7 separate regions of the Mus musculus genome follow, and all the other regions are linked to region 1. Evidence: chromatin contacts called from public Hi-C, HiChIP or PLAC-seq and promoter capture Hi-C data. All regions are on one chromosome and are shown on one strand. Each heading gives the region's core, a stretch centred on a gene start, on an enhancer-like site or on the middle of the called end of the contact. The rest is flanking DNA. Distances are from core to core; before and after follow the strand shown. Region 1 holds the start of Cadm1 (cell adhesion molecule 1). Region 2 has its middle 45 kb from the start of Gm51672. Region 3 holds the start of Rexo2 (RNA exonuclease 2). Region 4 has its middle 9.2 kb from the start of Gm5617. Region 5 has its middle 74 kb from the start of Gm22805. Region 6 has its middle 7.0 kb from the start of Gm22659. Region 7 has its middle 47 kb from the start of Gm31614.

The links. Promoter capture Hi-C pulls out the DNA fragments that hold promoters and counts their contacts. A called contact is a pair of places that touch in the nucleus more often than the background predicts. HiChIP or PLAC-seq counts read pairs in DNA pulled down with a chosen protein or histone mark.
Region 2: a Hi-C map of rod photoreceptor shows a contact between it and region 1, with 2.5 times the contacts expected there. The contact joins the enhancer-like site here to the promoter of Cadm1 in region 1. A contact is called at or near these places in 1 of 39 promoter capture datasets (hippocampal neurons), 18 of 484 Hi-C or Micro-C datasets (the N1E-115 cell line, cerebellar granule neurons, cerebral cortex and 10 more) and 15 of 115 datasets of contacts at active chromatin or transcription factors (SST interneurons, VIP interneurons, astrocytes and 11 more).
Region 3: a contact with region 1 is called in a promoter capture Hi-C map of hippocampal neurons, with 7 times the contacts expected there. The contact joins the promoter of Rexo2 here to the promoter of Cadm1 in region 1. A contact is called at or near these places in 3 of 39 promoter capture datasets (hippocampal neurons, second pharyngeal arch cranial neural crest and stem cell-derived epiblast-like cells) and 5 of 115 datasets of contacts at active chromatin or transcription factors (astrocytes, bone marrow-derived macrophages, embryonic forebrain and 2 more).
Region 4: a contact with region 1 is called in a promoter capture Hi-C map of hippocampal neurons, with 7 times the contacts expected there. The contact joins the enhancer-like site here to the promoter of Cadm1 in region 1. A contact is called at or near these places in 3 of 39 promoter capture datasets (cranial neural crest, hippocampal neurons and stem cell-derived epiblast-like cells) and 4 of 115 datasets of contacts at active chromatin or transcription factors (astrocytes, bone marrow-derived macrophages, embryonic forebrain and 1 more).
Region 5: a contact with region 1 is called in an H3K4me3 HiChIP or PLAC-seq map of forebrain, with 5 times the contacts expected there. The contact joins the enhancer-like site here to the promoter of Cadm1 in region 1. A contact is called at or near these places in 1 of 39 promoter capture datasets (hippocampal neurons) and 9 of 115 datasets of contacts at active chromatin or transcription factors (VIP interneurons, craniofacial prominence, embryonic basal ganglia and 6 more).
Region 6: a contact with region 1 is called in an H3K4me3 HiChIP or PLAC-seq map of embryonic forebrain, with 4 times the contacts expected there. The contact joins the enhancer-like site here to the promoter of Cadm1 in region 1. A contact is called at or near these places in 4 of 39 promoter capture datasets (the 3T3-L1 cell line, the C10 cell line and pre-B cells) and 3 of 115 datasets of contacts at active chromatin or transcription factors (embryonic forebrain, forebrain and neural tube).
Region 7: a contact with region 1 is called in an H3K27ac HiChIP or PLAC-seq map of VIP interneurons, with 7 times the contacts expected there. The contact joins the enhancer-like site here to the promoter of Cadm1 in region 1. A contact is called at or near these places in 1 of 39 promoter capture datasets (hippocampal neurons), 3 of 484 Hi-C or Micro-C datasets (cerebral cortex and cortical neurons), 10 of 115 datasets of contacts at active chromatin or transcription factors (VIP interneurons, astrocytes, craniofacial prominence and 7 more) and 1 of 9 other capture datasets (adipose tissue).

The regions. Positions count from the first base shown.
Region 1 is chr9:47,528,215-47,531,915 of GRCm38.p6, reverse strand. It overlaps Cadm1 (cell adhesion molecule 1), which reads right to left and starts at 1,564. Exons shown (of 11, transcript NM_207675.2): 1 at 1,411-1,564. The coding sequence starts at 1,543.
Region 2 is chr9:48,237,059-48,240,891 of GRCm38.p6, reverse strand. It overlaps a transcript of Nxpe4 not described here. Among named protein-coding and RNA genes, the nearest start is that of Gm51672, 45 kb to the left of the region's middle. Within about 2 kb of position 1,836, at least 14 of the 459 cell types and tissues checked have an H3K27ac peak or open chromatin away from gene starts, as enhancers often do. A contact at or near this core is called in rod photoreceptor, where this site is marked.
Region 3 is chr9:48,478,715-48,482,235 of GRCm38.p6, reverse strand. Rexo2 (RNA exonuclease 2) reads left to right here and starts at 1,625. Exons shown (of 7, transcript NM_024233.4): 1 at 1,625-1,829; 2 at 2,843-2,926. The coding sequence starts at 1,683.
Region 4 is chr9:48,502,885-48,506,284 of GRCm38.p6, reverse strand. No RefSeq gene overlaps it. Among named protein-coding and RNA genes, the nearest start is that of Gm5617, 9.2 kb to the right of the region's middle. Within about 2 kb of position 1,329, at least 16 of the 459 cell types and tissues checked have an H3K27ac peak or open chromatin away from gene starts, as enhancers often do. A contact at or near this core is called in forebrain and hippocampal neurons, where this site is marked.
Region 5 is chr9:46,701,986-46,705,935 of GRCm38.p6, reverse strand. No RefSeq gene overlaps it. Among named protein-coding and RNA genes, the nearest start is that of Gm22805, 74 kb to the right of the region's middle. Within about 2 kb of position 2,160, at least 31 of the 459 cell types and tissues checked have an H3K27ac peak or open chromatin away from gene starts, as enhancers often do. A contact at or near this core is called in VIP interneurons, embryonic basal ganglia, embryonic forebrain and 2 more, where this site is marked.
Region 6 is chr9:46,554,044-46,557,982 of GRCm38.p6, reverse strand. No RefSeq gene overlaps it. Among named protein-coding and RNA genes, the nearest start is that of Gm22659, 7.0 kb to the left of the region's middle. Within about 2 kb of position 2,637, at least 8 of the 459 cell types and tissues checked have an H3K27ac peak or open chromatin away from gene starts, as enhancers often do. A contact at or near this core is called in embryonic forebrain, where this site is marked.
Region 7 is chr9:46,781,258-46,784,876 of GRCm38.p6, reverse strand. No RefSeq gene overlaps it. Among named protein-coding and RNA genes, the nearest start is that of Gm31614, 47 kb to the left of the region's middle. Within about 2 kb of position 1,681, at least 17 of the 459 cell types and tissues checked have an H3K27ac peak or open chromatin away from gene starts, as enhancers often do. A contact at or near this core is called in VIP interneurons, cerebral cortex, cortical neurons and 3 more, where this site is marked.

The DNA.
Region 1 (3,701 bases), core at 315-2,814:
CCTCTAGCGTGTAAACAAAAGACACAACCCAAGCAGAAAGGCGCCCCCGGAACCGCAGGCTGGCTGGCCCAGCGCTGCATCCTCCCGGGCTGGGGGCTCCGCAGGTGGGGGATGAGCTCGCAGCATCCTCCACCACTTGTTGCTCCCAGGTCCTGCAGCTCGGAGCTGCGAGGGGTTTTGCAGGCACAGAGCCCTAGCGCATCCCCTCGCGCAGAAGCCCTCTCGCCACCGCCCGGTGCAGCTCGGTCCCGCCGGTCGCCAGGAGGCAGCGGCAGGCGGTACAGCAGCACGGGGACACCGTGCGGCGGGCAAGAGCGGCGAGGTGGCGGGAAGGCGGTCGCAGCGCGGCCGGCCTCTCCGGTGGGGAAGAGCTCCGGCTCCCTTTTGTTAGCAAATGCAAACACTGCCCTCTTCTTTCGCGACCGCGCCAACGCGCCCCGCACCGGGGCAGCCACACGCGGGGCTCCTGCCAAGCGCTCGGCGTCTTCAGGGAAGGCGCGGCGCTCGCCGAGCCGCCGCCACCCGGGCAGATTCTCAAGACGGCCGGCCACGCGGGGAGCGCCCCGAGGCCCGCAGGGCGCACGCCGGGCCGCAGAGGCCGCGAACGCCCCCGCCACCACCTGCGGGCCGCTTGCCCGAAGGACGCGCAGCCGGGAAATCCCGGATCCCCACTCGCGGCAGAGGCCTCGGTGGCGCGGACAACCTGCGGGCTCCAAGAGCCCTCCTGCAGCGGCGGCGACGAGCGGCCGCCCCCGAGCCGGGAACTTTCCCTGCCTGGATTCCAGCCAAGCCGACCCGCAGCCTAGCGGAGGGGGCCGAGGGGCAGCGTTCGGCTGGAGGGAAACACGAGAGGCGTGCAGAGCTCTCGGGCGGGGGACCTGGCTGCAGAGCGCGGGCAAGCCGGGAAGAGGACACGACGGTGGGGATGTCCTGGGGACCCGCGAAGGAGAAAGCTTCGGGGAATGGAGAATCGATCGGGGGGGCGAGCTGGAACGGAGGGGGCGAAAGCTTAGCCCAGGGACACAGGAGGACCTGCAAGTTCCAGGGACGAGAGCGAGTTTCGGAGGGTCCGGAAGGTTCGGGGCGCCTCCGAGGGCTCCCCTTCCCCCCACGCGCTAGCCCCCGGCCCCGAGCCCACTCCACTCAGCACCCCGCGCTACGCCAGGAAGAAGAGGTGTGGGTGCAGCCATCCCTGAGGGCGCCCATCCGCAGCCGGCGGATAGGAGAGAAGGGGCGCCGACCCCTCGGCCCCTTCCATCGCAGCCCCGACTTTCCTTGCCACGCTCCCGCCGCTTTGGATTTAGGAAGTGGGGGAAGGTTGTCATGGAAACGTCCCCCCTTCCATAGCTACGGCTCCTGGGGGTGCCCGGGGGGGTTTTCGGGACCAATCCGCGGGTGCCCACAACCTACCTGTGGGGATCAGTGCCGCGGCCGAAAGGAGCAACAGCAGGAGCCGGAGCCGGAGCCCTGGAGGCGCCGCCGCCGCCGCCACAGCCGCTGCCGCCGCACACTGGGATCCGCTCGGCAGCACAGCACTCGCCATGTCGGGCACCTGCCTCAGACTGGCGGCGGTGGCTGCCTCCCGAGCCCGAGCGGACAGCTAATGAGATGCTAATGAGATGCGCTGGAGGCGGAGTCAGGAGCGACCAATCGTGGCACCTCGAGCCCAACCCGGCTCTCCGAGAACTAGCCCCCTCCCCCACCCCGCCCCCTGGCGCTAGCGTTCGGCCGCGCGCCCGCGCCACCTAGGGGCGGGGCCGAGGGGCGGGGCCTATGCAAATATGTTTACGTTAAAATTCGGCCTCGCTTCCCCGAAGGAGGAGAACCTGTACTGGCCCGCGTCCGGCTCGGTGGCTGGGGAGGGGGTTGCGGCTTCAGGAGGCGGGTCTCTCGCTTTCGTGCACCTTTACTAGGAACCTTTACGCCACTCGCCGCGGCGGACTCCTGGTCGGAGAGTCTGACCGCGAGATTCCTGGGCCGGGGCACTGCGTGGGCATCGGCCTATCGAAGTCATACGTTACAAAATTTCCTTTCCCTCACCTTGCACGAAGGAATAAGATCTTTGGGAAACCCGGGAGTGGAGAGTGCGAATGCAGGTCCCCGGATTGACAAAACAATCTGAGAGAAGTGCATGCGTGCTTTGCACGTCCGGCGGAGCAGGAGAGCCCGCTCAACAGCCTAGCGGCAGACTAGGGGATAGTTGGAAGACTGAAGCTGTGGAGTCGGGGTTCTGGGATTTTCAAGTGGATGTTTGGCTGTAGATTCTGGGGAAAGGTAAATCAAGGTGGGTGTGCTCAGGCTTCCCAGCTTGTTGGAAGTGTCCTTCCCATGTTTAGTAGATTATAGCATATAAGTAATATGGAATATTTAAGATTACACGCACACAAAAGCAAAAAAAAAAAAAATCTACCGGTCAGGGTCGTGGGGAAGGGAATGTAGGGAACCGAGGCAGTGATAGAGTCAGTCGAGTTCCTCTTCCAGGGCTCGGTTCAATTCCCTTCTCTCCTATGCTTCCAGTCCTTTCTAAGGCATCTAGAGACCAACAGGTCCTCACTTTAGTTGTGTCTCAGAGAGGTTCTCCCGCTGACGGGACTTGCATGCATCTCTGGACACACTTCCTCCCTCCCCGAAATTATCTTTGATTTCTTTTCAACAAGGCAGCCGGCTCTCTTGTTTGTCTGCCTTTTAATTACTTATTTTCTTTCCCTCTAGAAGACCGTGTGTGCTCTGACCCTCTGTTGCTCAAGCATCAAATTGAAGGACGAGCCGTATTAAGTGTAAAGGTTTATAATAATTTAAGTATTCATAGAATGCAGAACAATAAGATGTAGGAAATACAATTTGCATAATAAATATCAATATCACAACAGCTAAAACAAACCATGACAAATTATATGTGGCTAAATGACCAAGAGATTACTGAATGTAAATTGCTGAATCTGAACTATAGTCTAGAAGAGCTGTACCAAGCCCTCTGTCCTCATGTTGCAAATAAATTAAAAATAAATAAATAAATATCAAAAGGAAGTTAAGATCGGCCAACCCATCAAATGAGTTACACATTAAAGCAGCCTCATATTATCCATTATGCATAAACTAATTTTCGAAACTGCCCTGTCTCCACATCCCTGGATCTTCTGCTCTGTAATTACAGGCCCCAATGCACGAACTGCAAGCAGTCCTCCAGAAGTGGAGAAAGCTCCAGTAGGCAAATCACAGTATACGAGGCAGAAAACCAACACCATGTGACCGCCAGGATAATGCCCAGTCTGCAAAAGCCAGAAGTGAAACTACCTAGATTAGACGTGATACAAAGCAGATTTCTACCAAAATCAGAATGAAAAACTCAGAGACTGTTTATTCTGACAACAGGACAGGACGGACTGCAAAGTCAGATCCTATATGTCAGCCACAACAGTACAGAGCCGGACACTCAACAATATTCACTATTCTTTATAGTACTGCTACTATAAAGACCTTGAGCTGATATCAAGTTTATAGTTAACAAAGGACTATTGTGACCTTGAGTTCTTATCAAGAAATTCTTGTGCACAATCTTCTTTAGTCTCTGAAACTACCTTCAAAATTGATACTATTTATTTTCCCCATTTTTTTAAATATAGCATGGTTAGAAAAATTAAGCACCAGCCTTTTAAAAAAAATCACAATTTCTAATTGCAGACAGAGAGGCAGAGCCTTCA
Region 2 (3,833 bases), core at 587-3,086, 710 kb before region 1:
CTACTAACTTACTACTGGTCTGTTCCCATTCACTACCCTACCTAAGTTTCTCAAGTGCAGAGGCCACACCTTCTCATTGTGCCTCACTGTATCCTGACTGACGCCTGGCGCAAGGTTGTGCTCAAATGTTTGCTGAGGAAAGTGCTTAAAGATAACTGTGAAGAATTCCAGCAGCAACTCAGAAGATTCCTCACATTCTGCTGGGCAGAGGCTCACAGCCCTCATTAGGGAATTTAAGCCCTCAGCAGGACTCAGGAACAGAGGACCTGAAAGCGCTGGGCCAAAGAGAAAGGAGGATGCGATTCAAGAGGGATTACAATAGCTGAGTCCTGGTCAATCTCTTTTCCATTTCCTGTGTTTCTTTTGGTCAGCATGTTCTGATGTCATTCTACCTCACACAGTCGGCTCCCTCTCCACAGGAAGATACATGGTATGTTCTTTGAGAGCTACCATTTCCTGAGCACTCTGAATGGGTATCAACACCCTTTTTACATATCCTTTTTCCAAGCTGAGAAGCTGAAATTCTACAAGTCTCTTATTCTAAAACTCATCCTGTTTTCTTTAAAGCTTTGCTTTTTTAATTTTAATTTTTTAAAAAGATTTATTTATTTATTTAATGTATGTGAGTACACTGTTGCTCTCTTCAGACACACCATAAGAGGGTGTCAGATTCCATTAGAGATGGTTGTGAGCGACCATGTGGTTGCTGGGAATTGAACTCTGGAAGAGCAACCCATGCTCTTAACCACCGAACCATTTTTCCAGCCCCTAATGATTTATTTGCAATTGTGTGTCTGTGTGGGATATGCATACATGAGGGCAGGTGCAGATGTTGTGAGCCACTGTCTGAGTGTTGGGAACTGAACCCAGGTCCTCTACAAGTACATACTCTTAACCATGGAGCCATTTCTCCAGCCCTAATCCTATTAATTACTGAATATTAATGTCTTAAATAAGACATTAATAGGGTTTCATTGCTGTGAATAGATACCATGACCAGGGCAACTTTTAAAAAGGACAACATTTCATTGGGGCTGCCTTACAGTTTCAGAGGTTCAGTCTATTATCGTCATGGCGGGAGGCACGGAAGCATGTAGGCAGACAAGGTGCTGGAGGGGAGAGAGTTCTACAACTTGATCCAAAAGCACCAGGAAGGAGCTCTCTCGACTGCCCTGGGCAGAGCTTAAGCATAGGACCTTAAAGCCTACTCCCTCAGTGACACATTTCCTCTAACATGGCCACACCCACTTCAACCAAGCCACACCTCCTAACAGTGCCACTTGCCATGGGCCAAGCATATTCAAGCCACCACAAGTAGCAATATAAACCCATATGGTGGCTTTTGTTTCCTGGAGTGTATGGAAGTGAATCTAGAGTCTCTGGTGGCCCCATGCAGCATCAGAAACAGAGTGCACACGGGAGTCTTCTCCAGTGATATTTGCTCTGCAACCCCTGGGACAGCTATAGGCTTACTGGCCCCTCACCCACCAAACCCCGCAGCAGGCAGTTCTCAGAACCCTTTTCATTCATCGTCTTCTAGGAGGAATTAGCTGATTGGGGTTGATTTATGAGGATCATCAGGAACCTTTTGCCAAAAGAACCCTAAATCTTAGTGTTTGTCCCCTTCCCATCTTGGAAGAGCCCCCACTGAACCTAGAGAACTGACTCCTCATAGACTTTAGCACATGCCCTCCTGACCCCTAGCCCTGAATGTTTTTTTCTTTCTGATCTCTAAGGAGGCGTATCTCCAAAGGGAAGGCAGAGTTTCACAAGGAGGAGATGGAGGTGGCAGAGAGAACCAACCCTGAATATGCTAAGAGCTCTCTTCTACACTTTGATTGACAGTGAAGACACATCTTGTCAAATTACCGCTTCAGTCAAACACAGCTAACCCTCCCCAGCACTGACAACAGAATGATTTCGATTTTAAGAAGGGTAAAAGAAGCCGTGAATTAAACCTTGGGCTATTAACAGGGTTCCCATTTCACTGAGTGAAGACAGGTTCCCATATATTCTTAGGTAGTCTTCCAAATATTTTGCAATTTGAAGCTGTGGTGAGAGAAAGGACCAGGGTCGGTGATTGCGAATGCCCAACCTGTGTTTCCAGCTGAAAAGAGACTTCTCAGGGGATGCTGCCTTGAGCCACTGGGGGCCACCCAAGAACTGTGGAATGCCAATAAAACTCAGAGATACGGTGCCCTCCTCTCCAGCTCATGTCTACCTTCTGAACTGGCACTATACCTCTCCAGCATCCTACAACTACCATACTCTGCCCGGTAGATAGTTATCCAGAGTGACAGGCTGTGTCAATCCACGATGCAGTGCTGAAATAGGATGGACAGGTTCATGGTCAGATCTTGAGGAGCGGTCATCCGATTTATCAAAGTTAGTATGGAGGAGAATGGATAAGGATGAATGGAAGGTGAACTGAGCTCAGTATGAAGAGCAGGGTGAAAGGAGGGAGGAGAAATTCATGCTCCATGTGAACTTGGGAAAAGCGAAGGTGCACTCTCAGCTCAGCAGCTCCACCTGCAGGAAGAGCATTGGATTGCAACGGCCTTTTGAAAGTAGTCACACACCCCGTACCCACCCATGTCTTTAAAGAGACTCTCCTAAGGGGCTCTATATATGTGCCTTACCAGCTTAGATTCTGCCCCCTTATCTTCTCCTGTCTTCGTGTTTTTGACTCAGTATCTATATTTTCTAATTTCTTCCCTGTATAAATCTTTTCATAACTTTTAGGCAAAAAACTAGCACTCCATGATCCAGAGGCATCTCAGTTATACTTTTCTTACTCCCACAGTGGGTCTAAGAGAATCAGTGCTCTTCATAGGAGAAGTATCAGCCTTCTCCGAATGGTAGTCCATCTCTATAAATCCAAGTTCACCAGGAAGTACTTATCATATTCTCGTAGACATTTGGGTTTGGGAGAGCTGTCAAGATTATTGAATTTGATGCCTCTCCCACTCAGTATCCAGATCCAGTTATATCAATGATTGCCAAATAAGACATTTACCATCAATTCCTCCTGCTCCACATCTCACACGTGCCATCTTAATAGCTCCTGATGCCCAGTTCGGCGAGGTGCACACTACTGCCTTCACGGTATAGTTTAGGAAACAAAGACCACTTGCTTCACCCAGACTCCACACTACACTCTTTCTACAGGCCTTCAAGCTTCTACGTGGATGTCGGCCATAACTAGGAGGTCATGAGCTGTGGGACAACCTGCTGACCTTTGGAGTCCTGGCTTTCAGAAAGAAGTTCATGAGGCTGAACTGGGAGCCCTCTCCTCATTTTTACCCACTGTGCAGGATTCCACTTTAGCAACCCAGATCAAGCTTTAACTCCATCTCCAAACTTTCTCTTGAAATTTGCAAAACATCTCCAACTTCAGCTTTCCCTCATTTGGCTGCTTTTGACAATCCCTAATTACTACGGTGTGCCTTTCGTTATGGTAGCCTTGCCACGGCCTCAAAATTGTGAGTTCGAATTACATTGTGTTTTGTGAATTCCTATAGTTTTGTTCTCCTTCACGATAAACTTCATTAGCTAATCAAATGACTTACAAGACAAGGTCCTTGCTCACAAGGGAAAATTATTCATCTTTCTCAGATGACAACCTGCAAGGTAATTCACTCGGCGCACTGTTTATCGTATGGAACTGACTGTAGATATGATAGAAAATCCAGTTAAAAGGAGCAGAGTTGTCAGGAGCCATCAGGGAAGGCTTTGGGAAGGCTCAGTGCTTAACCCGGGCTTTGGCAGTGGGAAGCCCTGGGAACTGCAGAGCAGAGGGATCCGAATGGCAAACTGCAGGGATAAACCACAGG
Region 3 (3,521 bases), core at 376-2,875, 950 kb before region 1:
TAAAAAAAAATCATGGGTGTGGTTTTTCAGGATATAAATTGTTAAATACCACCACCAAAGGTGTAATAAAAAAAAGATCTCTATTTGTGCAGTGTGTATGTGTGTGTACGTGTGTGTATGTGTGTTTACTGGTGCCCACTAAGGTTTGAAGAGGGCAACACAATCCCTCGGAGCTGAAGTTCAATCCCCTGCAAGAGCAGCAAGTACTCTTACTTAACCTTTGAGCCATCTCTCCAGCCTAAGGATGTTATCCTTTCAAAATGTAAAGAAGTAATACTGAGAATAAGCCCAGCGGATTCAAATTCCTATATAGCCAGGTGTGGTGTTGCACACTTTTAATCCTAGTACTTGGGAGGCAGAATTCCAGGCCAGCTTGGGTTCTGTAGTGTGTCTCTTTGTCTTAAAAAAAAAGTTTCAATGCTACAATAGAGTTCTCCTTCCTATGAGTAGGGCCACAAATGATTACAAACTTAACAGTATGTTCTACTAGGTAATGCCGTTATAATATACATACCCATTCTGCAGTAAAATTGAACATGTAATTTGACACCCGTTTCCATGATTTTTTCCGTTTCTCTGGCCAAGCTTGGCAGGTCACCGGTGGAGTAGCTGAAATCCACTTGTAGGTTGCAGCATCCTTAAAGCTTTGATTAGGCAACAATGTTTGTCTCACAAAACCAGCTCACCGGGTAGGAATAACTATGCCACCAACCACAAGCTCTGTAATTACTGGCAACACAGCTTTCAGAAAAAGACACAGAGTATGTGATTCAAGACTGAGCACGTTTGTGACAAAATTGCCCTTTGCAGAGGCGTTTGCTACTGAGCTAAAATATAAGATCTCCGCAGAGGCCCCTTCGAGCGTAGGTGATGAAAACCGTATCTATTGTGGGAGATTAAGGACCCGTCTATTAAAACCAGAGCGATCGGCAAAGGCAGAGCGCAGGACAGAGCAGGCAGAGCTATTCCAACTCTCTTTAGTGGGCTGCAAAAGGTAGAATAGTATACGATCTAACAACCGAAACACAGCCTACACGTCCTGGCATCCTAGAAAACGAGACAAGGCTTCTGCCAATAATGGGAAAGGAACATTTATGGAACACCTGATATGTGCGAAGTCATCTTTCAGAAAAGAGACCATTTAAGGACTCCTAAACGGTGATGGCGGAATTGGCCTTGTAGCTCAAAAGAGCACGTCACTCGGATTCCAAGTAAATAAGAAATATACTCAATACGCGGAAGGGAGGGGCAGGTAAAAAAAAAAAAAAAAAGAAAAACTGAGGGAGGTAGCAGTAAGGAAAAGGTAGATTTAAAACAATTCTTAAACATATAACCATATTTTTCAAAGTAAAGCCTCTTCAACTTCGCAGCTTAGAACTAATAAAAACTCAGGAATGATATCTCCTGGAAACAGACAAACTTTAGCGGTGAAATACTAGCAAGTCCCTTAACATCCGAAAACACGTGGCGGGGGAGGGGAGCAGGAGGCTGGACCAAGGACTCCTACTCCCATCAGCCCTTTCGGCAGCCGAGAGTAGCTGTGGAGGGCGAGCCGACGCCTCGCATGCCGGGGCTTGTAGTCTTCTCCCGGCACCTCCCCGTGGGTTTGCGACGTTTAGCGACTGTGGCGCCTGCGCGCGCTGGGCCGGCGGGGCTGGGGCCGTGGCGGCTCGTGCCGGGTGATGCTAGGCGTATCCCTGGGCGCCAGGCTGTTGCGGGGCGTGGGTGGCAGGCGCGGGCAGTTCGGGGCGCGAGGTGTCAGCGAAGGTAGCGCAGCCATGGCGGCAGGGGAGAGCATGGCTCAGCGAATGGTCTGGGTGGACCTGGAGGTGAGAGTGCGGCCGGGGCGAGGAGGGTGCGGGGAGGCGAGCGCAGATTCGCGCGTGGGACCGAGGGACTCCCCTGTCCCGGGAAGCAGCAGGGATCTGGGTGTCAGGTGCGACAGGTGAGCACGGCCCCAGGAGCCCCGAGTCAAGAGTTTTTGCGGGGTCTGGGACTGTCCCTGGACTGTGGGGTTTCTTTCCATCTGGGTGGAGCCGTCCATGTGTCTCCCCTCTCCCTAGCCTCGACCTCCACCCAGAAGTGAATTTGTGTTACGCGTTAGTGACTCTGAGGATCGTGGGTGAGAGTTGGGGCAGCGACTCTGAGCCCTGCTCCGTCCCCACCTCCTAGCCTTAAAAGACTAGGTTGCTTAAGCTAGGACTCAGGAGATGACTCAGCCTTACCCCTCATTCCATAAAAGAGAAAATTGAGGCCCCATTGGAAGATTCAGGTTACCCATTTTAGTTTTAACGCATTCATACCTAGGCCTCTCTTGAACTCCAGTTTTCTGCTTACGAACTGAGTTCATTTGTTAACTTTTTTTGTTGTTGTTGTTGTTGGGAAAACTTCGGAAACCATTGTAAACCTCCGAGAGGTAACGTTCGTGAGCTCACTTTTCTGTAGTCAAGTTTTCATCCTGCTTATTTTGAGTCTGTTCCCAGGACAAATGTGTTTGACAGTAGCTGGCCCGCCCGCAGGAAGTGCCTTTAGCAGTCTCTGAGCACTCAGAACTTAATACCCTGAGTACTGCCCAGACCATTACTGGTCATAGAATGTGAGCTGGGTCCACACAAAGGAATCTCTGTCAAGTAAACTTGGGCAGCACGCCTTTAATCCTAGCACTTGGGAGGCAGAGGCAGGTGGATTTCTGAGTTCGAGGCCAGCCTGGTCTACAGAGTGAGTTCCAGGACAGCCAGGGCTACACAGAGAAACCCTGTCTCAAAAAAATAAAACAAAAACAAAACAAAACAAAAGGTGGTTTCATGTGTTTGTTATATGCTTGTTTATTTATGTTTTACAGATGACAGGATTGGATATTGAGAAGGATCAGATTATTGAGATGGCCTGCCTGATAACTGACTCTGATCTTAACATTTTGGCTGAAGTAGGTGATGCCGTGTAAATACATTCATACCACTTAAAGGGCATTGGGGATCTAAAGGTGCCTTCATCTGATCTCACTGAAAAACGTAGCAGATTGAGGTCTGTGTAGATTAAGGCCCAGTGCTATATTACTAGGACAATGTAATATAATATGTTAGAGTTGGTATTGGAACCAACATAATCCACTTCATAACCGGATTAAGTTTTCAGTTGAAATTGACAGAACTCCCCCTCCCCCAAGGCTACAACAGTTCTGCAGGGTTTACACGTGTATTCTTAGTCCTCATGATGATAAGATAGGCTCTGTTAATGATGTTCATTGTCCACCGGAAGATATTGGGTTACAAGAGATTTGGGGGACTTGCTCAAGAGCATTTGGCTAGGTATTGGGGAAGCTGGTTAAACTACTCTCTAAACACAGGCAGTCTCAAGTGTTCCCACCAGTATCCAGCCAGCTGGGTCCTCATCAAGCTTGGTGTCCCCCGACAGAGTTTCCCATCTCTATGTCCTACCTTCGGCTTTAATTCCATATATAGTCCCCCTTATACCACTCCATCAGGGGTTGGTTCCAGGATTCCTCTGTAGATACCTAAATC
Region 4 (3,400 bases), core at 80-2,579, 970 kb before region 1:
CAGTCTGGGTATACAAGACCCTGTGTCAGTCACTTTTCCCTTGCTGTGATAAAACACCATGACCAAAAGCAACTTATGGAAGAACTAGTTTATTTTGGCTTATGGTTCCACGGTGGGGCAGCATGGCAGTGAGCAGCAGGCATGGCAGCAGGACCTGGAAGCTAAGAGGTCATGTCTTCAAGCCCAGACATGAAGTGGAGAGGGCCAACTGGGACTACAGTGGGGCTGTGTATTCATGAAGCCCATGCTACTGATGTACTTCCTCTAGTAACTCCATGCCTCCCAAACTCCCCAAAGAGAGCCATCCACTTGGAACCAAGGGTTCAAATACCCAAGCCTATGTGGGGCATTTCTTATTTAAACCACCACAGACTCCGGGTCTCAATAAAACAACAACAACAACAACAAAACAAAAAACCTGTAACTTCAAAATACATACTTATGGAAAGAGCAAGTTTTATGAAATTACCTATAAACCAAGGACAAATGGTCATGGTCCCTTTGGTTTATTGTGAACCAATGTTTGAACTTGATACTGAGGGAGGGACTTCTGGGTTAGAAATAGCGTGTGTGTGTGTGTGTGTGTGTGTGTGTGTGTGTGTGTGTGTGAGAGAGAGAGAGAGAGATGCCCAGGCTCCCTGAAATTATTGTGTTCATAAGATTATGTACATTTTCCCCCAGAAATTGTATCTGTTCCCTCTTGGTTTGCTTGCTTGTTTTATTTAATGTTTGCCCTTCTGGGGATTAGATTAGCAATAGCAAGGGTCTTCTGTACACAACTGCTGTGATCAATAGGGGAAAAATGGAATCTGTTTTCTTCTGTGGCCATGGGCGTGTGAGAAAGGATTAGCTTGGCTACCTGACTTTTGCAATTTAATGGATGTATTTGTGGTGGGATATTAGCGGTGACTTGTCTTGATCCAGAAATGCTAAATTTTTTAAAACCTGGACTATGTTTTCGAAAATTCAAGATGCATTTAGCAAAGCAAGGAAAAATAAATTCAGGCTGCTAGCTTGGCAGCCGGTGTGGATACAGTATTCTGCTCTGTTTACTCTGTCAGGAAGCCAGTTCCATTTGATTAAATTCTGAAATTAGAATGCATGCACGCTGGAAGATACCAAGCAGCTTCGTGCTTTTCCCCATACGGAAAATCTGATTAAGGAAATGAACTCAGAAACTGTAGCGCCAGAAGAGATCAATGCAACAGCTGTATTCAACCAGGCTCGATGGGTTAGACCTTTACTTTATTAAAATGGATGGCTTTAGCAGAGAAACTGTGTCCACATCACAGTGCTGTTATATGGCTCTGAGCTCGGTCCCAGAAAAGAGCCAAGTTGGAGCTGCCACCCAATATTGTGGCAGTGGAGCAAGTGCAGATCTGTTCTCACTCCACAAAGCTAAAATTAAGCCAAAGGAGAGATAATTAAAGAATTTATATGCACAGTCTTCTCACATCAACATACTGGATTCTTTTCAAAATTGCTGCTATGTTCTAATTTGGCAGATCTTCCAGAATAAACTACACAAAAAACAATCTCAAAAGTCTCTGTGAGGTGGCCACTGACAGTGGAGTGGCCCATGAATACTAATTTATATGTGAAATACAGTTAAAGAGTCGACAAGGCTAGATAACTCACAAAAAGAATTTCATTGTTCTTCATTACATGGTTGCCAGAGAGGAAAATACGCGTTTATTACAAAATACTTAAATTATTGCCTATGAATACCAACTCTTGATTTGTCTACAGAGGGTCGGTTAATGGACACTAGGTGTAAAGAAGTGTGTCCTGAGAGATGTTGAGGTGGGGAATAACCTCATATGCATTTATGGCACAGGTCATTATTGTGGGCACTACATTCCAGGATGCAATCCTTGGGCTTTATGTGTTAAGAAACTGTTTCTAAGAACTTACAAATATGATCAGATTCTTTGGAACACTTTCATGCCAAACAAGAAGCTGGTACAAAAAGCAGAATGCTGACACTTCGAAATGCTCAGAGGAGCGCTGAGCACAGACATGCTATACTATACTGTATGCTATATGCTATATATGATATATGATATACTATATAGATGTTTTCTTGGTCAGCTTGGCACAAGGGCTTGAAAAGCTGAGGGACCTCATTTGTTCGTCCTATGTATCTAAGACCATTCCCTCAGATTAAGTGATGTGTATCTTCTGACTTTATTAAAATGTAATTTATTTATAATAAATGCATTTATTAAAATTGTACTGCTTGATGAGTTTTGACCATGGTACTCAAGTAATAATCATCACCATTCAATGTAGGATGTTCTCATTCTTCATACAATTTCTATTTTTTTCCCCACTCAAACTTCATCCTCAAGCAATCATAGATTGACTTTGGCCAAGATAAAATGTAGATGAATTTGTATAATAAAATTTCATATCTAGTTTTTAATTGTATAGAACAAAAATGTGCTTGTAACACTGGTGAAATTCCCACAGCCAAATATTCAGAAACATTTAAGTGTCTACCTGGGATGGCAAAAGGAGGCGTGGCAAGCACAATGGCTTGAGGGGTCAGGCAGGTAACTGAAACGTGTGATAGAAGTAAGGAGAGATAATGGAAAATTCATGTCCTGTCACAAGGCATTCAGGTGTAGTTTTAGTTTAAATATGTGCTGGCAAAATGGAGTCAAGAAAATAAGCAAGTCACAGAATATGTGTAGAATACATTACTTGTATTGTTCTAAAGCAGGTGGAACACTTTATATTACACTTAGGGATGTGCATAGAGTGAAAGTGAGTTAAACATAAGGAAGGAAATGAGATACAATTTGACACAGTGGTTATGTGTATCTGGATGAGATGCAGGCTGGTTATCACAGCAAGTTAAAGCGGGGTTTTAAATCGTAGGGTATTATTTACACTGAAGGATAAAGTGACCACATGGCCTCTGGCTGCATTTAACTTAGCCTCTTTTGCATGTAGTGAATACTGTCTGATTCATCTTTTAAAGAGAAGAGAATGTTAGGAGAGAAACCCATGAAGATTTGGCTACTGGCTACTCTGGGACAATAAGTTGCATCACACAGTCACCAAGGGAATTAGCTTCGAGGCCAGGATGCCTGATCAAATTTCAACTCCTACTCTACACTAAATCATTTTGTGCCTTTGGGCAGTGTAGCAGAGAACTACCAATACAGCCCTCTGCCAGTTTTAACATCCCTCCAAGCTAAGAGTGGTTTGTATATTTTAAGTGATGGGAGGAACTACCCTCAACTACTGCCTCGGAGCTATGACTGGCTTTAGAAAGAACTCAGTGAATCTCTAAGGTAAGGCTAATCAGTGAAGCTGCCCTCACACACGAAACTGAGAAGATGATCTAGTTATTTCAACAGCAACTATCGGTCTTAGGGTTAGGGAGATGGCT
Region 5 (3,950 bases), core at 911-3,410, 830 kb after region 1:
TCTAGAAGATTCCTTCTTAGAAAGTAAGAAAAGGGGCTCCCATGTTGCTGCTGCTTCTTCTTCTTCTTCTTCTTCTTCTTCTTCTTCTTCTTCTTCTTCTTCTTCTTCTTCTTCTTCTTCTTCTTCTTCTTCTTCTTCTTCTTCCTCTTCTTCTTCTTCTTCTTCTTCTTCTTCTTCTTCTTCTTCTTCTTCTTTTATCATACATTTGGAAACACACCCACAGACATGGAGGTAGCATGCCCCTTCTTCTAACCTGCCTGACTTCTCCCTGGAATCTGTGAAGATCCTCCAAAGGAAATAAGCTGAGTATGGCCTCAACATTGTGAAGGCATCATTGACACATTTAAGAGCTTTCTGTTTCTACTTTGCATGCCATTTTATTCTTTCCTGATACCTCAGGAAAATCCTGAAGACCCCTGACAAAGGTTTATCCAGCATCTTTATAAGATGGGGGTGTCTGTAATATGAAATTAAGTATGGGCACAATTCATGTATTTACACTTAATTCCCCACATAATAGTATTAAGGATCAGGGCATGTAAGAGGTGGTTTAAAAGGGACAAAGTTCATACTGATGGAGTTAGGACCCTTCAGAAGGGGCTTTAGGAAGGGGTTGCCCCTTCTGCCCCTCCCACCTCATCTGCCTCTTGAAGCATTTGGCCCCTCTAGAGAATCTCCCAAAAATGCCATCTTGAAAGACCCATACCAACACTCAGCCTGCTGTCTGTCACCTTGTCCTTGGACTTCCCAACATGCAAAACTATGAAAAAGAAATAGCCACCATGTACAGATTACCTAGCCTAAGACATTTTGTTGGCAGAGGCAGGAGCTCCTCGTAACATATATTACAAGGAGGTAGGGACCATTTTTGTCCTTGCCCACCACGGTGGAGAACCTCATTTTCCTTCCTCCCCTGAAACGTTCCTTTGGTGAATATTCACAGTTCTCCTCTCCAGAAGACCAAAAGCTCCTTCCAGGGTCTCATACAAAACTCTCTAATGGTACCACGTGAAAGAGATCACAGGGCTTTAGGCTCTCCCTTTTCCTAGTCCAGCTTTCTATACTCTCAGGGCCCCATTAACTACTCTGAGTCTCTTTTCTTTCTCTGGGATGTATGTGTCTTTTTCTGGGAAACTGCCAAGCATTTGGGAGAAGCCGTGTGGGCAGAAAATGACCACAAAGCTAGAGGGAATGCTTAAAGAGTCCAACAACCACTCAACACGGATTTATTGAGCATCTGTCATGTTCCAGGAACCATGCAAGGTTGGAGCGGGGGAAGATGAGCCCTGCCTAGGCCAGCCTTTCTCACAGCCCAGCATCTGAGTGGGAGCTATGGCATCAGGCAGCTCCACAAACTTCTTCTATTTTTATAAGGTTCATTCTGTCTTATGGGCAAAGAAGGGCCACCCAAGTGTCCTGCACTTATTGGTTGAGTTAATCAAAAAGAATTCATGCCCTGTCAGCCCTTACTTTTTGAGATGGGGAGCAGAGTTAAATAAGAAATGACAGTGACTATGCATAAGGCTCCTGAAATTTTCTCCTCTGTTAAACAACCCCCACCGTGGCAGCCACTACCACCACGCACACATGTTCACATGCTGGGGTGCACACGCACACGTGCCCATGCACTCAGAAAAGACTTGCTACTCCCTGCTGTAAATGCAGGCTTCGAGAGACAATTAAATATTGATATCTTTACATCTCAGTATTTTCTTTTCAAATCCAAACAGCCCCAACAGGAGCCATTGCTGATAGTTACTTAACTCCTTAAAACGTCCACGAGGGGTTTTATCCTTTTAAAAGGAAGTCGTTACAAGCAAGGAAACGGAAACAGGCTGGGGTGGGAATGGGCTACTTCTCCTGAAACAAGCCCCCGAGAGGAAACTTCCGCTCACTTTCGTAGACTCTGCCCCAGAGAGCCAGTTCTAGGAGCAGGGCCAGCTTTACACAAGCAGGTCTGGCCTCCCACATCGCACCCTCTCCATGGCCTGAAAAGACAAAGACATACTCTCTTGCCAGCTTCCAAAATAGGCACTTGAGCGCCCTGCAATCAGAGGCTTGGTGAAATTATGTAAATTGTCCATGCATAATGATGCCCCTGCTGAATAGATTAACCCAGCAGGGGTACTGGACAGCACTGAGCAGGTGTTAGCTGCTGGGCCCTCGCGCTCTACCCAGCATCAAGGGTGAGAACCTATACAGCACATACTACCACGCACTCTCCTTTTCTCTCAGTCAGTCCCAAATGTTTGCCCACTAAAATCTCCAGGGTCAGCCTGAACGGGAAGACACAAACCTCTTACCCCCGGGAGTTGTTTCTTGGAAGGTCAGCAAGGGGACCCTTCAAATGGATGAACCTCAACTGTAACCTCTAGAGTCCCTGCCCTGTGTTTCTGTGTCTCATTCCCTGCCCTGTGGGTGGGACTCGCATCCTTGTATTCTCCACAGGATCCAGTCCAGAGCCTTCTCCACAGTAAGCACTCCCCCGGATGCTTTTTGAATAGAATTGAATTCTAAACAGACAGAGCTGGAATGCCTCTTTGAAGTTATTCAAGCAGTCCGCAGACATATTCCGATTGTGAGTCACACGTCGTCTATGGGTGCAAACACTGGTATAGGGATTCCAGCTTCATTCTCATTACATTCTTTGAAATCTTGAAATCACAGGGAAATTGTGTCTTTGTGTGTTTTAGGCACTTATTTTTGTTTTGACTCTTGGGATTATTTTGGTTTTGAGACAGGGTTTCACTGGTGTAGTCCAGGCTAGGCTCAAACCTCTATCCCACTCTTTTGTGCCGTTGTGAGCTCTTCCATGGGCAGATGGACAAAGCTTTCACCAGCCTCTTAGCGGTGCCACGCCCCTTCCCTAAAACAAACACTGTCAATGTCAATGGCAGCTAGCAGAGTGGGAAGTGTAGACTTGAACCCCCACAACTAACCGCATGCTAAGAACTGGGGATGCGAGGGGAGGGGGCGCAGGGGAAGGTGGGCAACCTGAAGAAGACAGAAACCTGAAATCAAGATCAGCTCCATGTAAAGTAGCTGCCATTAGCCCAAATAGTCACTAATATAGAAAATGAGCCTTGAGAGGGTTCGTTGCTCTCCTAGGGTCACATCTCTCCCACAGCTGCCTTGGCATTTGACAGCCTGGCCGGGACACCCTTTTATGTTCTCACAGGCACGGGACCCCTGCCATAGTTGTCTGTATTCTGAGCAGCTATGGCAGGGGCTTGTTGGCTAGGCCTCTCTGTCCCCAGTGCGCACATCTCTGCATGCTTCAGCGGACTTTGTGGAGTCTATTTACCACATCTAAGACCAATTTCCTTCCCTTCAGTTGCTTTGAAGATAATTGAAGGTACTTGCATTGTCTGCCTGGGAATGTAAAAAGCCAGCTAATGCTGCAATCGATGCTTCCTGCTTAATGCTGAGCCTCAGCCCAGCCCGCCCTGAGCACCAGCTAACACAGCGTCCGTCCGATGATGGCTTCGGCAGATCTTCCCGGCCAGCTACTTTGTTAATCAGAAAGGGGTTGGGGGGCTGCGGGGGCCCTCAGGATAATGGCAGGCAGATTGAGTTGTTAAGCCTGAATGAAATATTTAGTAGCGCCATTTACAGGATGCTGCTGGTGGGAGCGGTCCTCTTGGCGCTGCCTGGGGATGAGAGGGAGGTGCTCTCCTTGAGCTCCCCAGGCAGGGCACTGATGAGCCTGTTACAGCAGGCAGGGAGGAAGGCTGCAGCATCAGCCTTAGAGGTGGAGGAAAGGGGAAGGAGGACTAACCTGGATAACCTCCCAACTGACACACCCCCTACAGGGCAGGCTCAGAGAGCTCAGGAGGGCCCACCCTGCTAAACCTTCAGTGGGCATGAAGAAGGAGTGCCCACCACATTCTGTATAGCGGTTCTGCTTCTTGGATGGATTTAACAAGGACGTAAGGCTGGTTGTGACATGA
Region 6 (3,939 bases), core at 1,388-3,887, 980 kb after region 1:
CCTGCTGGATCCTCCTGAGCATATTGCCTGGCCACACCCACACTACCCAGGGAGAGAAAGACACGGGGGAAGCAGAAATCAAGCTCAGAGGCCTGAGCCGAGGCTGAGGCTTCTTAGCCAAAACCAGACTCACAGGGAGATGTCAGGGGACTAAGGTCAAACCACGCACTTTGGGGGAGGCTGCAAGAGAGCTGCCTCATCCCACCTCCCTGCTTATGGTGAGCTCCCTGGGCTTACTGGACAGTCTAGTTCACTGAGGAACTCCAGGTCCTGAGTGTCACCTTCTGCCCTTGTGATACAAGATTCTTCTACAAACGCCACTTTTGAGAACTGCACATTGGAGTTAGTAAAACAAAATCACACACAAGAAAATGTCTCATATTGTTTCAGGTTAAATTATGACTTTTGTCTTGGGCTGCATTCATAGCTGTCTTGGTGACTGGAACAGCTTTGAGCTAAGTTGCCCAAGGCAGGACCCATTCCTTGTTTTAACCAAACCAGCTCCCTCATGCTGCCAGTAGCAAACGTTTATTGAGCAATTGCCATAGACCAGGCACTGTGCTAGGAATGTGCCAGCACACTGAACAGGCAGGGATGCTCACCCTGTGGAGCTCACAGTCAGTGTAGATTATGCTGGTGCATGGGCCTCATACACTAGCGTACATCAAAGGATGCTGGGAGATCGCTGATGCTCACGCGTGTGTCTTCAATGATGCGTTCCTAGAGATGAGTATATCCTAAGGCTCTGGTCTCATCAGGAGATGCGTAATATGATGTCATTATTGGGAAGTATCTAAAGACAGGAGGTGGGGACTAGCTGAGGGGAAGCCGGGCACCGGAAACCACTGGAAAGTGTGTCCTTGGGGGTTGGATCTTCATGTGTCCCCTCTCTTTGCTTCCTCATCACCATGATCTGAAGTCAGGTTTCCCCACAGCCTTCCTGACAGAATAGACTAAGGCCTGTGAAATCATGAGACAAAACAAATAGTTCCTCCCTTTAAGTTTTCTCTCAGGTATTTGGTCACTTTGATTTAACCAAAAAAATAAAAAATAAAAAATTTTTTAAAAAATCTGACTCATACAAGGGGGGAAATGGAAAGCAATTAGAGTGGAGAGCTGAGTGTTCTTCTGTTCCATCACTGACAGTCAATGCCAGAGGAGACCTGGAGGAGGCACAAGCCAAGTCAAGAGTTGAAGGACAAGCATGAGTTATCAGGCAGAGGGAACAGCATGTGCAAAGGTCCGGAGGTCACAGAAAGCACAGCCCTCTTACCAACTCAATGCACAGGCTGGCCAGAGCCATGAATGAGACAATGGAAAGAGGAGGAAGATGGAACCCACTGTGATTGATGACTTGTATATGTTTGGCCCAGGAAGTGGTGCGATGAGAAGGTGTGGCCCTGTTGGAGCAGGTGTATCACTGTGGGTGTGGGCTATCAGATTCTCAGCTTAACTGCCTGGAAGTCACTATTCTCCTAGCTGCCTTCAGATGAACTCTTCATCTACTCCTGCACCATGCCTGCCTGGATGCTGCCTGGATGCCCACCTTGATGATAATGGACTGAACCTCTGAACCTATAAGCCAGCCCCAATTAAATGTTGTCCTTTTTAAGACTTGCCTTGGTCACGGTACCTGTTCACAGCAGTAAACCCTAACTAAGACCCCCACCATCAAGTTCCTTCTTGGCTCACTGTGACTGGCAGTTACACTTCAGCCTGGGATCAGGTGATGGGCAGTGATGATAGGGTTTGGAAAATATGTAAGATCAAGCAAGTAGAGACCAGAAGGAGACTGGACATACTAGTTCTCAGCATTGAAAGCAAATCCCTTCCTATTCTGCTTTTATTATGTAGTAGATACATTTGAGCATCAAAGAAGGTTAAAAATCCACCCCTGAGGTATTTTATACTTCAAAGGGGACTTGCATGCCCATTTTCTTGTATGTTGTATGATTCTTTCCCCCCTGTTGGGGATCTCGAACCTAGGGGTTCTCATGAATGCTAGTCAAGTGCCTAACCTCTTGGCTACCTCCCCACAAGCTGTCATTTCCTTGCACAATTCTATAGGAATTTCCAGGTCAGCCAGGCAAGTAGGAACAGCCTCCACACTCCAGCCAAGGAGACCAGAACACAGACAGTCACCAGCAGCTGCATGATAACACAGTGTCTTCGAGAACCTTCTATTACTCCGGTGGGGAACCTTTTATGTAGCTTTAAAAAAAATCACCAAAATCAGACTTCCAGGCATTTACAAAAACCTAAGTAAGGTTAGGATGGCTTTTCAGTGAGCAAAGGCACCGTTTGTATGCTCCTCTTTAAACCTCCACTCTGTTCAGAGAATAGCCATCCCAAAATGTCAAGGGCTTGCTCAGTACCCTGGGTATAGAGGCCATATAACATAAGACAGGCCCTAGGAGCAACCCTGCTGAGAGCTGAGGGAATCGCACAGAAACCCTGCAGTGGATAGAACAGGGAGGACCTGATGTCAGTGAGGTGGGGACATAATCCAAGCCAAGTCATTAGCAGTACACACAGATGGCAAGGATTCCAACCACTGTACTGTCTCCCCATCCCTCCCGCTATAGCTGGGTCCCACACCATCTGAGGGAGAGTAATTACAGGACCACCCCTTGGGCCAGCAGCTCCTTGCCAACCTCTGTATGCTGTCCCCAGCCTGCCCGTGGGATCCTGTCCTTCCCTGCTGTATCAGGCTAGGAGCCCACTCTCTCTGGCGTGCTGCTTAAGCAGGGAAATAAATATTCCCACTTCAAACAGCAGTGATTTCGGGGCCTTCTGTCTGAGAACAACTGTGCCCTTCGCCAGATCCTGAGCATCCTTCTAGAATTCTCTTTTTCCTAGGGAAGAGGAAGAGACGGGATTGGGAAACAGCCTGGAGATGAACATTATTCTTTTCTTTAAGGGGGTCTTTGTTCCCTTTATTTCCATCTTCCTCCTCTGTGGTGAGAGCCCCCACTGAGCTGCAAGGGGCTCAGTGCCATGGAGACAATTGTGTTATCAAAGAGAGAGGATTATGGCTCTGGTGGGGAGGGAGCACAGAAGGAGGGAGCTGCAACTGACAAGAGGAGATGACAAGTCACTTAGGCCTGGTGGCAGGCTGTGAGATGCAGAGGCAGGTCTTGTCACTTCTGAAGGATTGTCCATGTCACTGGTGACATGCTCTTTCAGAAGAAACCATCCCCCTGAAATGGGGAGACCGGAATCACAGTAGCTGCTGCCGGGGGAAGGACAGGGGCAAGACCAAGCAACGTGTGGAAGGTTATCCCTGACCCAGGTGACCGCATCCCTGGCAGTAGACAAGAAGGCAGCTCCGGTATCCTGGGTGACTCTGGAATGAAAGTTTGGACATACTGTGAACTCACCTTGTGCCCAACCTAAGCGATTTGTCAGATAAACAGCAAAGTAGTAGACAAGACCTTCCCGAGTCATCGTCCTCAGAAGCTAACACACACAGAGGCTCTGCATCCATGCCTAGCTTCTGAAGGACTGTGAATGGTAGGGACTGGCTAGGCTCCAAGACACTCAAGAGAACTGGCCACAGTTGTTCTTTGCATGTCAGCTTCCTCCATACACTGAACTAACTACCTTACACACTAGGTTCTCTAGGGTGCTTGTACCAGAGGCAATATGGCTGTCTCTCATCAACCTTTTGGCACCTACTTCCCCCCACCCCCCCAAGCAACAGGAAGTAGTTCCCCTGGCAGCCATATCCCTTGGCCCAGAAATAACCTGGGACATGTGGGTTACCAAAGTCAGAAAGAAAAGTGGCCTGGTACCTTCAGAGCAGCTGGTACATCTTCAAGAACTCTCTGCCACTCTTCAATCTTACCACGCCCAAAATAACCAAGGGAGACACATTTTCTGGGCTTTCCTGACACATCTAATGGATATCAGATGGGAGCGTCCGCATAGCAAATAGGA
Region 7 (3,619 bases), core at 432-2,931, 750 kb after region 1:
ATCCGAAATTTCACGATCATCCCAAAATACTATAAGCTCTCTGCTGCTCTGCTCGGAAGACCTGGAGCGGAGACAGCAGCCAGCTTTCCAGCACTGAATGAGCTAGCCCCTGGAGTCACTTTGGAAACGCCACCAATGTGTTATGCCAACTTCTTTTCTGGGGGAGAACAAAAGCTATTTTTCCCTCCTTTCTTCCCCTGATGGAAAGAAACAAGACCCCCCCTTTTGAATTCAACTTTCTCCTCTCTGGCATTAAAAAAAAAATCTGTCAAAATTCCCACCCTGCCTTCCTAGTTACATTTTTTAATTCAGTTGGCTCTGTGTGGGGGAGTCTTCTATTAATAGGTATACCAGGAGGCTTCGCGCTTCTGGCAGAGGAGCACCTAGGAGAAGCGTGGAGGGCTGACGTCGCAACAGTGAGCAGGAATCAAACCGGGCTTAATTAGGAAAACATGACTTCCCTATTAACGTCCCTGTCCATGAGATGCCGACGAGAAACGCAGAGGCTTATTTGTTTTGCAATTACGGATGAAATAAAAAATTACTTGGTCTAATTAGACCTCTTTTACTAAAAGAAGCGTGTAAAATAACCCCAGTTTCATTAGCAACTCAAAATGTACTATGCTGTGTGCTACATATGTTTAAGTGAAATGTGGAGGGTCAATTTGCTATGTAAATTTCCACAAATTTGGCTAAACTAAAACGATTAACCTAATGCGTATGCAAATTAACTTAATTGATAACGACTTTTCTCCAGGAACTTTCAAAGAGGGGAAAAAAATACATTCCGAATCTAACAATCCTCCAATGTGTTCCGTCACCCAATAACAAAATGATATCTTGACAAATTAAAGGGAATATAATGAAATCAGATTAATTAATGCCAAGACCAATTAGCACATGCAAAGAAACAAATCTCACTAATAGACAAATTCAGCAACGATTTGAATGAGATTTTTGAAAGCTTTCCCTGTTTATCGGAGTGTGTGTGTGTGTGTGTGTGTGTGTGTGTGTGTGTGTGTGAAATGCTCCCATTTGTTTAGGATCTAAGATGTCAGAGTTAGAAAGAACCATAAGATCTGAAACGCTCCTTTAGCTGGATAGCTCAGCCTTAAGAGGTACCAGGAGGCAGGGGCACAGTGGCCCTGCATCCACTACCCGTTCTCTAGTACAATACACACGGATGACTGGAGGTAGGGAAAGAGACTGGTAGGCCTTTCCAGCCTTGGGACTGCTTGATCCTATGGTCTACATTGAAATGTTTACCATATTAGACTGCTGTCTACATTAGAATATACTTATATATTTAAGAATTGAGGGGATTTTCACCCGGAGTCTCTTTCTTGACTCAAGCCCCCTCTTTTCACACCAGAAGCAATCATTGACACAAACCTCTGAGCCTCAGCTCCCTGGGAGAGCTATTTCCCTAAGCCTGGTCCATGATGGGCTCACCCTGAACCCCCATGCAGCTAGCTCTAAACTCTTCAGGCTTATGATTTGGCTGTGAGTGCTTCAGGCCCAGCTAGCTGCCCCTCCCCATTTCAATGAGGATTCTGGGATCATGGGCTGAGCTCCAGTTTGGGTTTTTAGTTTTATTTATTTTTTCTTGTTATTCCAGATGGTTGTTGCTGAAAGCCTGAAGCCTGAATTGCTTCCAGTGGGATCTTCAGACAATGGCAGAGTGGAGGGAAAGCCGGCTCTGGATGGAGCTTGTGCACCAGGGAGCAGTCAAACCAAACCCCAATCGCACAGACAGAAGCAGCACCTGGAAGAACACACGCAGCCCCCTGAGGCTCACTCTGTGGACTTGTACCGGTGTGATATAGAACAGCATAGCTGGACAATAGAAGGCAGAGAATGGACACTGTTGGGGGAGGCAGAAGACCTGACAACGACGGGGCTGCTGATCCCTGACCTTAGGCAAGGTATGCCCCCATCTCTGGCTCTCAATGCCCTGTGTGGATCAATGGGGGGCCCTTCTGGCTGTGATGTTGGGCTCTAGAAGAGAGGTAGGAGGAGGGAGAAGAGAAGTAAGCAGAACTAGAAATGCCTGGACAGTCCCCGATATGTGGTGGATGATTAAAGAAAGGCTGTCTACCCAGCCACTAGAGGAGCACTTTACTATGTGGGTGGCCACCAATTGGTCCACCAATGAGTGCTTAGCTACTAGGCAGTGGTGAGGGCAGAGCTCTGCCCATGACTGTGGTGTAAAAATCCCACTCCAGCTGGTTTCAGTTCAGTTACATGTAACTGTAAAGGAGTTAACAGATCTCTAAAAAAAAAAAATTAACAATTTGTTTTCACGAGCTGGTGTGAGTCAGCCCAGCACCCCACTGGAACTGAACACAGTCTTGTCCTATTTAGGCAAATCTCTGGTGCTTGCATGTCTAGGAACCCACTCAACCACTGGATGTGTTCTCATGGCCGACGTCTCACATGATGGTCTTCATACATTTCTTCCTGCCTGCCTGCCTGCCTGCACCGCCTCCTCACCCCGACCCTCCCAGTAGAGCAGTCTGTGCAAACTTGGGAACAGAAACTATGATTATCATTAATCTAAGCCAAGCATCATTGAGAAAGTAAATCTGCTGAAAAGAAACATTTATTCATCTTAAAAATGTGATGATGTGTCTATTAATCACTCTTGGGAACCACCCACTTCATGTCCCCTTCGGCCAGTCACCTTGTCCTCCTTCCCTCTGTCCCTTGTCTTTGACTCAGCCTTAATGCCAATGGTCAGTCATCACCATTGTTAGGATTGTGCCACCCAGACCCTGATTTTGACATTCCTCCTGCTCCCCAAAAAATGGTTTTATTTTTTTATCAACTGATAATGGAGAAGGAAAAGAAAAAGAAAACACCTTTCCCAGCAGAGCCCATAAAAGGCTCGTGAAGTCATACCGACAATTACTGGCAAGTCTATATGGAATACCCTCTGTGCGTCATCTATCTTCTGCTGGCAATAAAGGCACAAAGCAAATTAACCATGAGGGAGGCCCGCTCGAACACCTTGTAATTAGACCGAGCTGAAAGGCACTCCTATCCCTGCTTCTCTAGGATCTGTCTGGGCTGCAGGTGGACTTGCTTGCAGGTCTGGGCTCCTCCTGTGGTTCCAATCATACGAGTAGGGCTGAGGATCTGGGAAGCTGGAGCAAGGGACGATGCCCTCCCTTCAAGACCAGACTGTGTTTGCAAACATATATCTCAAAATCCTTTCCCGTGGGGCAGGGAGATGACCCGATGAATAAAATGTTCTCTGCACAAGCACGAAGACCTAAGTTTGAGTCCTCAGCACCACCTAAAAGCTTGCCACAGTCATGCACAGTATCTGTAAAGGCAGCACTGGAGAGAGGAGACACATTCTGGGGGGCCTGCTGGTCAGCCAATCTACCTGAACCAGGGGACTCTGGGCTCAGTAGAAGACTCTGTCTCAACATAAAGTAGAGTTGTGATCGAGGAAGACATGTAATGTTAACTCTTGGTCTCTGCATACACACTTACACACAAACACACACACAAATAATAATAATAATAATAATAATAATAATAATAATAATAATAATAATAATTTTCTTCTCTCTTGACTATGATTTCGAAGCAAGGAAATTTCTGCTTCTCT